Regions from separate parts of the Mus musculus genome. Here region 2 is linked to region 1. Evidence: chromatin contacts called from public HiChIP or PLAC-seq data. All regions are on one chromosome and are shown on one strand. The core of a region is the stretch at or near the end of the contact, and the rest is flanking DNA. Distances in the headings are between cores, read along the strand shown.

Region 1 (6,720 bases), core at 3,070-5,569:
CACTGAGCCATAAGCCAAAGTTCCCCTCCCTTCTTGAGAAACTTCTGACCTTTTGAAATGATAGCTGACAGAATATCAAGATCAGATAATAGTATTTGCAAACTTTCTGAGAAAAACCACAGAGTGTTCCCTGAGCTAAGAGTAGATACTATGTTCCCAAGCAGTTATGCAGAACCCCCCCCCCCCCCCCCCGCACCCGGGCTGAGGCACGGGCAAGTTTCTCCCTCTTTACTTCCTCCTTCTTACCACTTATATTCTGTAACCTTGCTCACAATAAACAGACCTTGACAACCATTGCTTGGTCTTGCTCCTTTCTCCCCTATTTCTCTTTCAGGCATGGTCCCCCCCTCGTGGGGACGAATAACTGAGTCCTGCGGGTCGGGACAAGTGGCGCCTAACGTGGGGCTCGAGGTACAAACCCTTGCCAGATAGAGACCACCTTCCAGTTCCCGGGATCATCTCGCCGTTTGCACAACACGTTTCATCTGGGTGCGCTCTCAGCGCTCATGAGAGAATGTCATCCTTGGTAAGTTACCATTTCTCCGTCCTATAGAAATGGGCCAGAAGCTTTCTAAAGAGGCGCAGTTCATTAAGGATCTCAAGGCCTCCCTCAGGGAGAGAGGAGTCAGAGTTAAAAAGAAAGATTTGACACAGTTTTTCATCTTTATTTCTCAAGTTTGTCCATGGTTCATAATAGATGGACCAGAAATCCATCCCCTTAAGTGGGAAAGGGTAGGGCGCAATCTTAATGAACTTTTAAAAGAAAAGGGATCAGATACAGTGCCCATCCAGACCTTTAGTTATTGGGGCCTCATCAGAGATGTCATTAAATCATCCTCGGCTGAGGCAGGCACGATTGTTTCACTGGCTGAAGATTTTCTTAAGCCTCTTTCCTGCCCGGCTACACCAGCAGCAGCTTTAGACAGTTCTGCTCGCAGTTGGGCATTAAAAATGTTACTGGCATTCCATATAATCCTCAGGGCTAAGGCATTGTTGAAGGAGCTCATCAAACTCTTAAAAACATGATCTCTAAATTACAGTCAAACGGAGGAATTTTATATCCATTGACTGGTAACCATAAGACCCTGATCAACCATTCACTCTTTGTTTTAAATTATCTCATGGTCAACACTGAGGGTAAGTCTGCTGCAGATCGCCTGTGGCATCCTACCACTGCCCAAACTATGCTCAGGCCCTTTGGAAAGATCCACTAACTCACAAATGGCAGGCTCCTGACCCTGTCCTCATTTGGGGAAAAGGACATGCCTGTGTTTATGATGCCCAAGCGGGCAACACTCGATGGCTGCCAGATCACCTAATCAAATTATATAATCCACCCAGGGAGGCCCCTGAGAAATTACCCAATTGTGCTTAATTACAGGAAAGAAACTTCCCTATCTTCTCTACAACAGAGGGTAAAAATGCAGATGCTGCTTGTCCTCGGATTACTGTTGGTACCACAGGGTGTCGAAGCTGGTCTGCCTGTCGATCGGCTTACACTCCTGACCACTCTGTATGGTCAGCCCTGTGATTTCTACACCCTTATCACCCTTATCACAATACACTCAGTCAGTTGATTGTGGGGATAAGAATGCCTTCTTACAATATTTCAGCTCTCCTACTGGAGGGACAAGTCAACATTGGAAGTGTGTCAATAAGCCCAAACCTTTGCCTCCACTGTCTGATGGTCAGTGCCCCAGTAATTGTTCCTTTGTTGATCAGATGCGTGCTAGTTGTTATTCTTCCTTGTCCACATGCCTCAAAGATAGGCAGCCTTATTTTTGGGCTCTTCCCTCTAAGATGCTACAGAGTACGGGGGTGGGGGGGTGGATTGGTTTCGCAACACCCAGGTAATTGGCACCAATTCCTATACTTCAAAATATGTTACAGCTGGTTGCCTCGCACCCCCTGATAAACCGGCTTGTTGGCCATAAGCCGCTCCTCTTCATGTTTCAGATGGTGGTGGTCCCATGGACCACGTTTGAGAAGAATGGGTTCAACAGATAATTCAAGCCCAGATTGATGGCCTCCTTCTCCGCCTCCACCACCACCCAAAGTCCAGAGGCATTAATTTAGACCTCTAGACCATAGATATACGTGTTGCTACTCATAAAGCCCTAAATGTTTCCAACCCCTCCCTGGCCAGGGATTGTTGGCTGTGCCTTGCATTGGGAGCCTCTTGGCCCCTTGTAATACCCCTGCTTCATGAATCCACTATCGTCCCCTCCCAAGATAATTGTAGTTACACGGACCAAGGAGTCTAACGCATGCACGAGTCAGGGGCTCGTCCGAAAGCCGCCGTGGCGCAAAGAAGGTGAAGGGCCCCGCCCGGGGGCCCGAGGTGGGATCCCGAGGCCTCTCCAGTCCGCCGAGGGCGCACCACCGGCCCGTCGCGCCCGTCGCGCCGGGGAGGTGGAGCACGAGCGTATGCGTTAGGACCCGAAAGATGACGAACTATGCCTGGGCAGGGCGAAGCCAGAGGAAACTCTGGTGGAGGTCCGAAGCGGTCCTGACGTGCAAATCGGTCGTCCGACCTGGGTATAGGGGCGAAAGACTAATCGAATCATCTAGTAGCTGGTTCCCTCTGAAGTTTCCCTCAGGATAGCTGGCGCTCTCACTCTTACCCGACACACGCAGTTTTATCCGGTAAAGCGAATGATTAGAGGTCTTGGGGCTGAAATGATCTCAACCTATTCTCAAACTTTAAATGGGTAAGAAGCCCGGCTCGCTGGCGTGGAGCCGGGCGTAGAATGCGAGTGCCTAGTGGGCCACTTTTGGTAAGCAGAACTGGTGCTGCGGGATGAACCGAACGCCGGGTTAAGGCGCCCAATGCCGACGCTCATCAGACCCCAGAAAAGGGGTCTTTTAAGTTCTTACCAAACAATTTTAATGTATCCACCTTAATGTATAGCTCTTTTAAGAATGATTCCTTTGATGCAGATCTTGGCCTAGCCATGTTTATCTCATGCACCAGTTATGTTACCTTCTCTGCCTCAGGCTGTTTGGGTGCGGGGGGAAAAGTGTATGTATGCGGTGATAACGTGGCTTCCCCCTTTCTCCCTGTAAATTGGACTGGTTCCTGTGTGCCGGCCTTACTTTCGCCAGATATAGAGATTATACGAGGAGACGAGCCTGTTCCTCTGCCCAGTTTTGCTATGTTTGTCCCCCAGACATAAAGGAGCTGTTCAGCTTATCCCACTTTTGGTTGGATTAGGGATATCTGGGGCACTGGCTACTGGCTCTGCTGGAGATGGGGTGGCTCTAGATACTTACAATGAGCTGTCCCAACAGTTGATTGATGACGTTAATATGGTTTATCATTTATAGGGTCAGTAAAAGATCTTCAAGATCAAGTGGATTCCCTGGCAAAAGTGGTCCTACAAAATAGACGAGGCCTTGATTTACTAACTGCAGACAAGGGAGGTATCTGCTTAGCTTTACAGGAAAAATGCTGTTTCTATACAAACAAGTCTGGGATCGTCGGAGACAGAATCAGAAAACACCAAGAAGACCTAGAAAAAAGACGTCAAGAACTCTTCGCCAATCCCATGTGGAGTGTCTGGAATGGAGTGTTGCCTTACCTCCTTCCCCTCCTTGCCCCGGATAGGATTTCTTTTACTTATCTCTTTTGGACCCTGGGCATTTAGGAAGGTCACAGATTTGGTAAAATCAGAAATAGATGCAGCCTTTAAGAAGCCAGTGTCGCCTTTAAGAAGCCAGTGTCACCTTGAAGTCTGAGACATTGGCCAAGATACTTATGCTGAGCCCCCAGGCACCCCTTCGGTAGGCCTAGATTTCACAGTCCTAGACCCAGGCCCCGACCAAGGGTGCTTTGGTAAGCTATGGAGACATCAATGACAGGAATAGCATGATGCCACATACCAGGAGGCACACCCATGATAGGCTGTAGAGCATCTCAATGACAGGATTATTGCGAGTCCATGATCCAGGAGCCCACTCTGAATTGACAGTGCTGGGTATGGAGGCCATTTGCATAGCCTAAGACAGAGACTCTACCCTCAGACCCAACCATGTCGGGTGCTGGTTGTGGATGCACATCATGTAGCCTAAGACAGATGCTCCATCTATAATATAAAAGAGAGGGAAATGTTGGAGACTGACACTGAGCCATAAGCCAAAGTTCCCCTCCCTTCTTGAGAAACTTCTGACCTTTTGAAATGACAGCTGACAGAATATCAAGATCAGATAATAGTATCTGCAAACTTTCTGAGGAAAACCACAGAATGTTCCCTGAGCTAAGAGTAGATACTACGTTCCCAGGCAGTTAAGCAGAACTACCCCTCCCCCCAGGCTGAGGCACAGGCAAGGTTCTCCCTCTTTACTTCCTCCTTCTTACTGCTTATATTCTGTAACCTTGCTCACAATAAACAGACCTTGACAACCATTGCTTAGTCTCGCTCCTTCTTTCTCCCTTGTTTCTCTTTCAGTCATGGTCCCCCTCGGATCCCACGAATAACTGAGTCCTGCGGGTCAGGACAGAAATGCACGGTTTCTTCAGCCACACTTTCCGTATCCAGGGGGTAAGAATGTAAGAATGGGCAGTAGCAACGTCCTATAACGTTTTAGGAGTTCTATGGACACCTCTGTCCAACAACGCAGAAGAAGGCTTATCATGCCTGGTGTTGGAGGTTTTGTTAGGTGCTCTATGGCTCTCGGAGTGAGCATTGTCAGCTCAGATAGTGGGAAAAATTCATCTCTCTCTCTCTCCGTCCCTTCTCTCCCTCCCTGTCTTCCTCCCTCCCTTCCCCCTCCTCTTCCTCCCCCCTCCTCATATGTACTATAAGTATTTTTAGGTAGATAGTCAAAAATATGTTTCAACAAAGTCCCTCACTGATTGAAACTCACTAAGTAGGCTCGGTTGGCTGGCCAGTGAGCTTCAGGGTTCTGATGTCCCTGTTTCCCCAGTGTCAGGATTACAAGCATAAACCACTGCATCTCGATTTTATTTTTAACATGGATTCTAGGGGTCCAGCTGAGGTCCTCGTGCACTTTAGAGACCCAGTGTCTCCTAGCCCACACAGAGAGGTTGTTCTTGAGACAGCCGTGGAACCCTGTCAGCCCTTGAAAGTTCTCTTTCTACTCTTAGATGTCCTTTCTTGACTTTGGTTTTCTTCCAATGGTTGATGCCTGTGGCTTCAGGACACTGATGCCAGAAGCACCTGGGCATTTTAAGCTCATTGAAAAAGTCTACATATTTTTCTTTTTCTTATATGTGTGTATGTGTGTGTACATGTGTACATGTGTGGGGCACACATTTATGTGTAAGGCCATAGGCTGATGTCAGGAATCATTCTTGTCCCTTTCCTTCCTTTTCTTTTGAGGCAGGGTCTCTCAATCAAACCCAGAGCACACAGATACAGATAGTCTTGCTGGATAGCCTGCTCTGGAGTTTCCATCTCAGCCTTCTAAGCTGGAGTTACAGGAGGGACGCCAGGATTAATGTGGAACCTGGAGATCCCAACTCTCCAGTCTCTTCTTGCTTATGTGACAAGCTCTTTTTGGAGCCTTCTCTGCAGCCTAAAGTCTATATTTTAAGTCCAAATGTACATCCTATCTAGTCAAAATCCAGCAGATAATTATCAGGTGATGTGATAAACAGATGCAGTCAGAAGTTTATTTTATTTTATTTTATTTTATTTTATTTTATTTTGAGACAGGGTTTCTCTGTATAGCCCTGCCTGTCCTGGAACTCACTTTGTAGACCAGGTTGGCCTCGAACTCAGAAACCCGCCTGCCTCTCCCTCCTGAGTGCTGGGATTAAAGGTGCGCTACCACGTCCGGCTCAGAAATTTATTCTTAAGATCTTCTTTAGCTATGTGCCTGTGTGTATATCTGTGGGAGGGTATGTGCACATGAGTGTAACGGCTCTTCAAGGCCAAAGGCATCAGTTTCCCCTGGAGCTGACGTTGAATATGGTTATTAGCTGTTGAGCAGGGGAGCTGGGACTCAAACTCTGGTCCCCTGCAAGAGCAGTATGTGTTCTTAACCTTTGAGCTGTCTCTCTGGCCCCCAGAGATTGCAATTTAAATGTCATCCTTCGTGCTCCTCCCAAGCACTGATACTGCCAACCTTGTCACCAGGAGGTTTCAGCCATCTGTCTAAGGGCCTGCATTCTTGGTATAGTAGGTCAAGAACACTTCTGCACCGTGACCCTCCAATCCCTTCTGACAGATTTCCTTTGGCAGCCAAGCCAAGGAAACCATGCCTTGCCATCTCAGGTCATAAGCTACTGGACTCCAGATAGTTTATTCACCTCTCCTGACATACCTTGCTGTTCTTGCTGCTTGTGGTGTGGTGTGGTGTGGTGTGGTGTGGTGTGGTGTAGTGTGTGTGTGTGTGTGTGTGTGTGTGTGTGTGTGTGTGTGTGTGTGTGTTCCCAGCTTCTCCACCCCAAGCCAGAGGCCTGAAATCATGGGTTTTCATTTGTTCACTGTGCTCAGAACAGGGCTAGGATCATACCTGTCAAATTCCCCCCATCACAGGGGAAATGAAAGGCTCAGGAGACTTTGAGTCAAGCCAGGCAAATAGATTTTGTACAAGATACACTCCATTCACAGGTCCAGGTACCTTTGCAAACAAGAGTCCAAATTGGCAACTGAAATGTAATTTCCCAGATTCCTTTGCTACCTGCCCTAGGGTTCATTTGAGTTCTCTTCCTCGCTCTATTGTTTGTAATTCAATCCCTTTTCCTGTCTCTCT
Region 2 (6,720 bases), core at 2,192-4,691, 170 kb after region 1:
TTTACTCGTAGTTGTAGGCAGCCGGGTGCCTAAAAGATGGCGCTGGCCTCCGGTACACCATCACTGTAAACAACGCCACTGCGCAGGCGCTAGCCTGAATCTGGCGCCAACCCCTCTCCAGCGGGTGCATGTAAATTAAAGTGCTGGCAGACTGACCAATCCCAGGAGGACACATAGCTCTCCCCAGTGCTGGGGTGTATATAAGCAGCCCTCCCTGGGTTTCCAGAGTTCCCGTAGCATCATCAAGGTGTTCCTGAAATAAAAAAGTCTGTTGAGAAGAATCCGACCGTGTTGCGTTTTTTTCTTGCTGGACGAGGTGAGCGCAACACATAGTAAGGGAAATTAAAATCACAATAAGAATGACCCTTCACATACATAAGACGTAGCATGCTGGCAAAGACGAGAGAAGGGACGCCACCAGCACCGTTGGTGGGATGTGAACTGGTACAGCCTCCTGGGAGCGAGAGAGATGCTGTTGTGCACAGGCTACGACTCTGCCTTCCACTCCCAAGTACACAACCTGCAGACTCTATCATGTAAGGACAAGGAAAAACTTATCAGGGCAGCTACTGCAGCAAGGCTATAACAAGAAACGAATCCTCCAGTAGAAGAAAAAAAAAACCAATTATTGTATTCCGGGAAAACTTTTCATCCCCTGTTTTCATCGGTCTGTGCAAAAGGATGTCTTTTGGAGATTTTTCTGTTTCTCTCTTTGCCTCTTTACTCATTCCTCCTAAATGGGGGACTTGCTTAATTGATTTCCTTTCTTTTTCCCTAGAAGCATCTCCTTAGAGAGAGTAGAGGCAAAGCCTTCCTGTGGGGAGTTCCCAATAAACACACAGACTGTTACTGCAAAGGGAAATCTCATTTTGAGCTGCTTTTTTGTAAGCCCAGCCCTCTAACAGTGCTCCCTCTGATAAACTGATGATTCTCTCTGCTACTCGCCTGTACTTGGAGTCTATTTCTTATTTGATTAAGGATGGTAAATGAGGTTCTGGCTAGTGTGCCCACTCCAGTCCCAATACAACATTATTAACCAGAAAGAATAAAAGAAAAGATGAAAATGTTGATGCAGATAAGGTCCTAAAAATGTAAGAGAACAACTGATGTACAGTTGTATAAGTTGAAAGTGAGTAACACAATACCACATAGTATTTGAGATGCATATATTTTGTCATAAAACATAAAGGCCCACATGAATGACTATAAAAAGTTCAAAGTATGGATTGGCTCCGTGACAGAGGACTGGAAATGCAATCAGGCAGAGCTACCCAGAGGCTTCAGCCACAGAAGGAATGGGGTATTATGTTTCTAAACCCAGGGGGAATATGCATAGGATGTTCTGTGACGGAAACAGTTTATATACACATCATACACACTCGAGTCCACAGATGCAGTGCTGAAAAATAAGAAGCAGAGTGCAAAAAGCTTTGAGAACTGTTCAAAAGATCCTACCCTGTCAGTCAAGTGGTGTCAAGTTCTTTTCCAGAACCTTCAGGAGAACTGGAAAGAGATCCTGAACATGGGTACTAGACCCTGCAGGCTCATTCTAGACAGGAGGACACTGATCCAAAGAACCAGGGAGTTTAAAAGAAACAGTATAGCCAGGAGGAGAGGTGGAATGGATTACTATCCACAAGAGGGGGCACCTGACTGTAGCTCAGCCATATGAAACCTAAACTACAGGTTGGTTTCTCTGTCAACCTGAGAGGCTCTATTAATACAGGAAGAGCCAGTGGCTGCTCGTGGTAATGCAGTTTAATGACATAAATCACAGGAAGGATGGATTCAGCAGCAACTCCAGAAGGTCTGAAGACATATGCAGGGAAACAGTCTATTACTTCCCAACTCTTCAGTGGAAAAACCCAACCCTCTTGAGTCACAATAATCATAGCAGTCTATAGTTTGTGCAGCTCCATTTAAAGAATATATGTTTTTAGGCTTTCATACATTTTATTAAAATTTTAATGAAAAAAAAAAGATCTTCCCCTATCCAAAAAAAAAAAAAATTCAAATAATACAAGTTGGCCTGATGCATACACAGACCATGGTCTTCCGTATCCAGGGAAACAGATGAAGATTTTGTCAGCATGAATTACTGACGTCTGGATTTAGTATCGTGTTATGATTTGTAATCTAGGGATAAATTAGCGGGTAGAAAAGGTAGGTGTTCTGTGATTGAAATTATAGATAGAATCGAGGCTTTACACAAAAAGTTATCACAATTCCTGTTGCCTGCAGGGAACAGGAGCCCTGTGTGCATGTGTGCTGTTGACATGGGACAACCACACTGAAGACTCCAGTGTCTCAGCCTCAGGGGAGTGGCAAAGCCTTATTCAGGGGAGGCTCAGCGGGATGGTGAAGCCTTCTTGGGAGTTCTAGTGATCACTGTGTGCAGCTTTCTGCTCCCAGATGTTTGCAGCCTGACACTGCTCACCTACTGAGACCTACTATGGAAACTAGATAGATACCCACCACCCTGTGCCGGTACAGCTTGGTGGTGGCAGCAGACCCCAGCCAGATGCCAGCTTTCCTGTGTGCCTGTTCTTTCTTCATCCCCTCACTGCCCCTGGTTAGGGTTCCAGGACCCAAGCGGTGCACACGGCTCAGTAGTTAAGGCTTTGTCTACAGCAGCCCAGGGAATGCATTGGCTTCTCATGGCTCATGCACCTAGAAAGTATCTGCTGAGCTGAACTGAAAGAGATTTGTGTGCACTTTTCACTGTGTATAAACCTGTAGGTGTGGGTGTTTATGTATTCCCTGCAGGTGGAGGCCAGAGGTCCATGTGGGGTGTTTCCTCAATCACTCTCTCACTTTTATTTATTTATTTATTTATTTATTTATTTTGCAGTGGGAGATATCACTGAACCTTCAGTTCACTGAGTTACTTAGACCCGCTGGTCATTGAGCCCCAAGGATTGTCCTCCCTTGTGCTGGGAATCCAAACTTAGATCTTCATGCTTTTGGCAAGGTCTCTGTCAACCGAGGCATCTTCCCAGCTCTTTGAAGGATATTCGGAAAGAGCATGGGAAGGTATTGGGGATTCTGTCACGGGCATTGCAACCTATCTGTGTGGCTCTGTTAGGAATGCCAGAAACTCTGCATACCTGAGGATGTCAGTGTTTCTCTTTGGCTGTCTCTGTAGCATAAAGAGACAGAAAGATAAAACACAGTGTAAACGTACAATGCCATGTTAGACAATGGCACACTAAGTGCGAAACAATATGTGACCTGGTTACCATGCTAGCACAGATTGAGTAGGGCAGCGTGCGTGCATAGCACACCCTCCAGCTCCTGTCCTCCTTGCAGATTTCACTCAGATCTGGCTGCAGTTAGCGCGCTGCATTCCACCACCCTGCGGCTTTCTTTACTGTCTCAGCCCTGCCAACACAACCCTCTTTAGAGCCTTTGCAACTCTGTTCCCCCTCTCTGAATGGCTCTTCCTGTAGATGGTAGGTGGTGTTCTGTCATTTAAGTCTCAGTTTAACTGTCACTTGTCACAGAGTCCTTCTCTAACTTCCGGATCTAAACCAAACTCGTCCTTATATTGTTTGCTGTTTTAGTCTCCCCACAGTGTTTCATCTCTACGGGAAACTGTCCTCTCACAGGGAAACGAGGAACTCCTGCCGCTGAGGGGCCTGTGTGTTTGGCTGATGCTCTACCAGTACCCAGAAAGGCACCTGGCATACTGCGGGTGCCCAACAGCCATTTCCTGATTGGATTGGTGAGATACCCTGGCCCGATTTACCATCTCTTAACCTCAAGGCTTCTATGACTAAAACAAATGCCTGTTTCTGCTTTATCATCTTGGAAAAAAGAGGGATACCTGTGACTAGATGACTTTTACTACTTAAGGTTAAACATGGAGCTCTGATATCACGGAGAGCTCCTCGGAGGTGACCGCTGTCACTGAACCTGTGTATTTTAATCCTACTGATCTGACCCCATTGAACACTAAAAATAAATCCTCCTCCTATTTTTACACTAGGCACTAAGTGGTCTATTATAGTCTATTGCTAGAGCTATTACAGTATTTTTCTACCCAAATTACTTTGCACTTTTTAGCAATGATGTTATCTGACTCCCTGGCATTCTTGTTGCAGGGACACAGTTATAAGTGAGGCATGATGCGAGCATATTACTGAATGAAATTCCTATGAAACGAGCCTCATTCCCTCAGCTGGCAAAAGAAAACGCTGCACATTAGGCCAATCATTAGGAGTGAGAAGCCCTACAAACAACGCCACCGCTCTGTCACACAGAGCCTGGCTCTTACACACGTCTACTGGAATCTGAATAACTGTTTTACACATTTAGAGTGGAAAGCCAGTCCTTCAAAAATGAACTCGAGCTTCATTCAAATACAATTTTACTGGCACAGTTTCAGAATCTAACTATAGCGAGACATTTTGTCTAGGTTAAATTTAAACCCCTCCATTCTTCAGGCGCGTGTGTTATAACTAATAGGTCTTAAGATAATGAACAACCACGGAGTAGATATTTAAAAAAAAAAGCCCACCTTTACAAAAACCAAAGATCATTTTGTGTGATACGTGGTTTCATTTTTAAAACTCCATGTTCCTGAAAAAATTATATACTCTTGGAAGAAATGATCATTTTCCATGAAAGAAAATGTTCCTACGATAAAGCCTGAGCACAAAAGTGAAACACATGCTGTCAAGTAAAGGCTGTTTTGCCATTTGGCAAACACGTAGCTTCTTCCCACATAATGGTGGGAGGGAAGTAGATGGCTGGGGCTGAGAGTAGAGGGAAGCCTGGGGGTTCATCTGCCATCTACACAAAAGTGCAAGGCTCTAAAAACAGGCCTGTGAAATATCTGCATTAAAAAAAAAAATCAACGTTAGCTTTAGATTATGTCCAAGAAACTCTGGGATGAAAACACTATCCAATATTAGGGTATGCAAATAGTCAGAATTTCTTATTGATCTGAGATGGCTTTATGGAAGTGCAGAAATTGGAAATGCATTCAAATCTTGGCTAAAGCAGCATCTCAGACTATATTTACTCTTGGAAGATCCTGCTATTTAAAGGTTGTAGTCCACCATGGTGGGGCAGCTCCCCTGAGGAGAGGGGGCAGCACTCCTGAGCTTGGTAAAAAATAATGGACTCCCTTTCCCAGCAGGGCTTCTTCTCTCCCTTATCTGGAGATCCTTCATGGAGGGAGGGAGGTCACAGCAAAGCTGCATCTGGACCACGATGGGAGGAGTCACCACTGAACAATAAGCTATTACCACGATCTGTCATGGTACACAGTTCTTTCCTGGAAAAATGGGGCTCAGAAGGATTGATGGGGAGTTCTGGCATTTCCTAGCTTAAGGGGCTCAAATGCAAGGAGATGAAAAAGTTACCATTGGAATTCCCACCCTAACACAGGCACATAGAGGCATGAGGACTTGCAAGGTCTAGGCAGCTGACGGTCTTACGGATGATAGAGAGGGATCCGTCCCGATCTATCTACCACTGAGAGACAGATCAGATTCACGAAGAGTAACACAGCAATATCAAACAGGTGGTTTGTGCTTAGTGTAAAATAACAGAAGGAAGATTTAGTTCTTGAGTTTTCTCTTTCTCTTTTTATTAATGTATTTCTTTATAATATTTATTCTTTGATAATTCGATACATGCACACCAAGTATTTTAATCATACTCACTGTGGTGCTTTGAATGAAAGTGGTCCCCATAGGCTCATAGGGCGGGGAATTATTTGAAAAGATTATAATATGTGGCCTTCTTAGAGGAGATGTAGCCTTGTTGGAGAACATGAGCCACTGGGGGTGGGCTCTCAGGTTTCAGAAGCCTAAACCAGCCCTCCCTTCCTACTGCTGTAGACCTAGATGTTAAACTCAGCTTCCTCTCCAGCACCATGTCTGTCTATGTGCTAACCGTGCTTACCACAACAGTAATGGACTAAACCTCGGAACCCATAAGCATGCCCCAATTAAACATTTTCCTTTATAAGAGTTGCCAAGGTCATGGTGTATTTTTGAAGCAATAGAAACCCTAAATAAGACAGAATTTGGGGCTGGAGAGATGGCTCAGTGGTTAAGAGAACCGACTGCTCTTCTGAAGGTCCTGAGTTCAAATCCCAGCAACCACATGGTGGCTCACAACCACCATAGTTGAGATCCGTAATGAGATCTGATGCTCTCTTCTGGTGCATCCGAAGACAGCTACAGTGTACTTAGATATAATAATAAATAAGTCTTAAAAAAAAAAAAGACAGAATTTGGTCCCAGGGACTGGGAGTATTGCTGTGATAGGCCTGACCATGCTTTTGTTTCAAGGAATGTGGACTTTGGGACTTAATGAACCACACTGGTAGATGCAAGGAAGACAGTGGTGCTGACAGAGGTGATTTGAAGTGTTGGGGCCTGGCTCAAGAAGTTTCAGAGGAGAAGAAGGTTAGTTTGTGGCCTAGGGACCAGTCTTGTGTTTGGGGGTTTGTGTGTGCAAATAATGTGGCTGCTTTCTGCCCTTGTCCAAAAAACCTGCCCAAGGCTAAACTGAAGAGTTATGGACTAACAGCATGAGGACATTTCCAGACAACCTAGTATTGACTGCGCTGTGCAGTCACTGGTGGCCACTCTCATGCAGATCTATAATGAAAAGGAGCAAGCTAAAACACAGAATATACAGTTTGACGAGAAAAGGGATACCAGGACATATAGTGGAGTCAAGTCCAGTGCTCAAGGAAATGAA

The links. HiChIP or PLAC-seq counts read pairs in DNA pulled down with a chosen protein or histone mark.
Region 2: an H3K27ac HiChIP or PLAC-seq map of regulatory T cells shows a contact between it and region 1, with 4 times the contacts expected there. The contact joins two enhancer-like sites. A contact is called at or near these places in 1 of 39 promoter capture datasets (hippocampal neurons), 4 of 15 datasets of contacts at CTCF or cohesin (embryonic stem cells, large pre-B cells and pro-B cells), 55 of 484 Hi-C or Micro-C datasets (B cells, the BV-2 cell line, the C10 cell line and 34 more), 15 of 115 datasets of contacts at active chromatin or transcription factors (CD8 T cells, the HPC-7 cell line, T-cell acute lymphoblastic leukemia and 11 more) and 1 of 9 other capture datasets (liver).

The regions. Positions count from the first base shown.
Region 1 is chr12:99,642,817-99,649,536 of GRCm38.p6, forward strand. Gm19951 (predicted gene, 19951) reads left to right here and starts at 280. Exons shown (of 2, transcript NR_166738.1): 1 at 280-526; 2 at 3,328-4,405. Within about 2 kb of position 4,320, at least 65 of the 459 cell types and tissues checked have an H3K27ac peak or open chromatin away from gene starts, as enhancers often do. A contact at or near this core is called in CD8 T cells, T-cell acute lymphoblastic leukemia and regulatory T cells, where this site is marked.
Region 2 is chr12:99,818,075-99,824,794 of GRCm38.p6, forward strand. All of the region lies in intron 5 of Efcab11 (EF-hand calcium binding domain 11), which reads right to left. Among named protein-coding and RNA genes, the nearest start is that of Efcab11, 62 kb to the right of the region's middle. Within about 2 kb of position 3,442, at least 29 of the 459 cell types and tissues checked have an H3K27ac peak or open chromatin away from gene starts, as enhancers often do. A contact at or near this core is called in CD8 T cells, T-cell acute lymphoblastic leukemia and regulatory T cells, where this site is marked.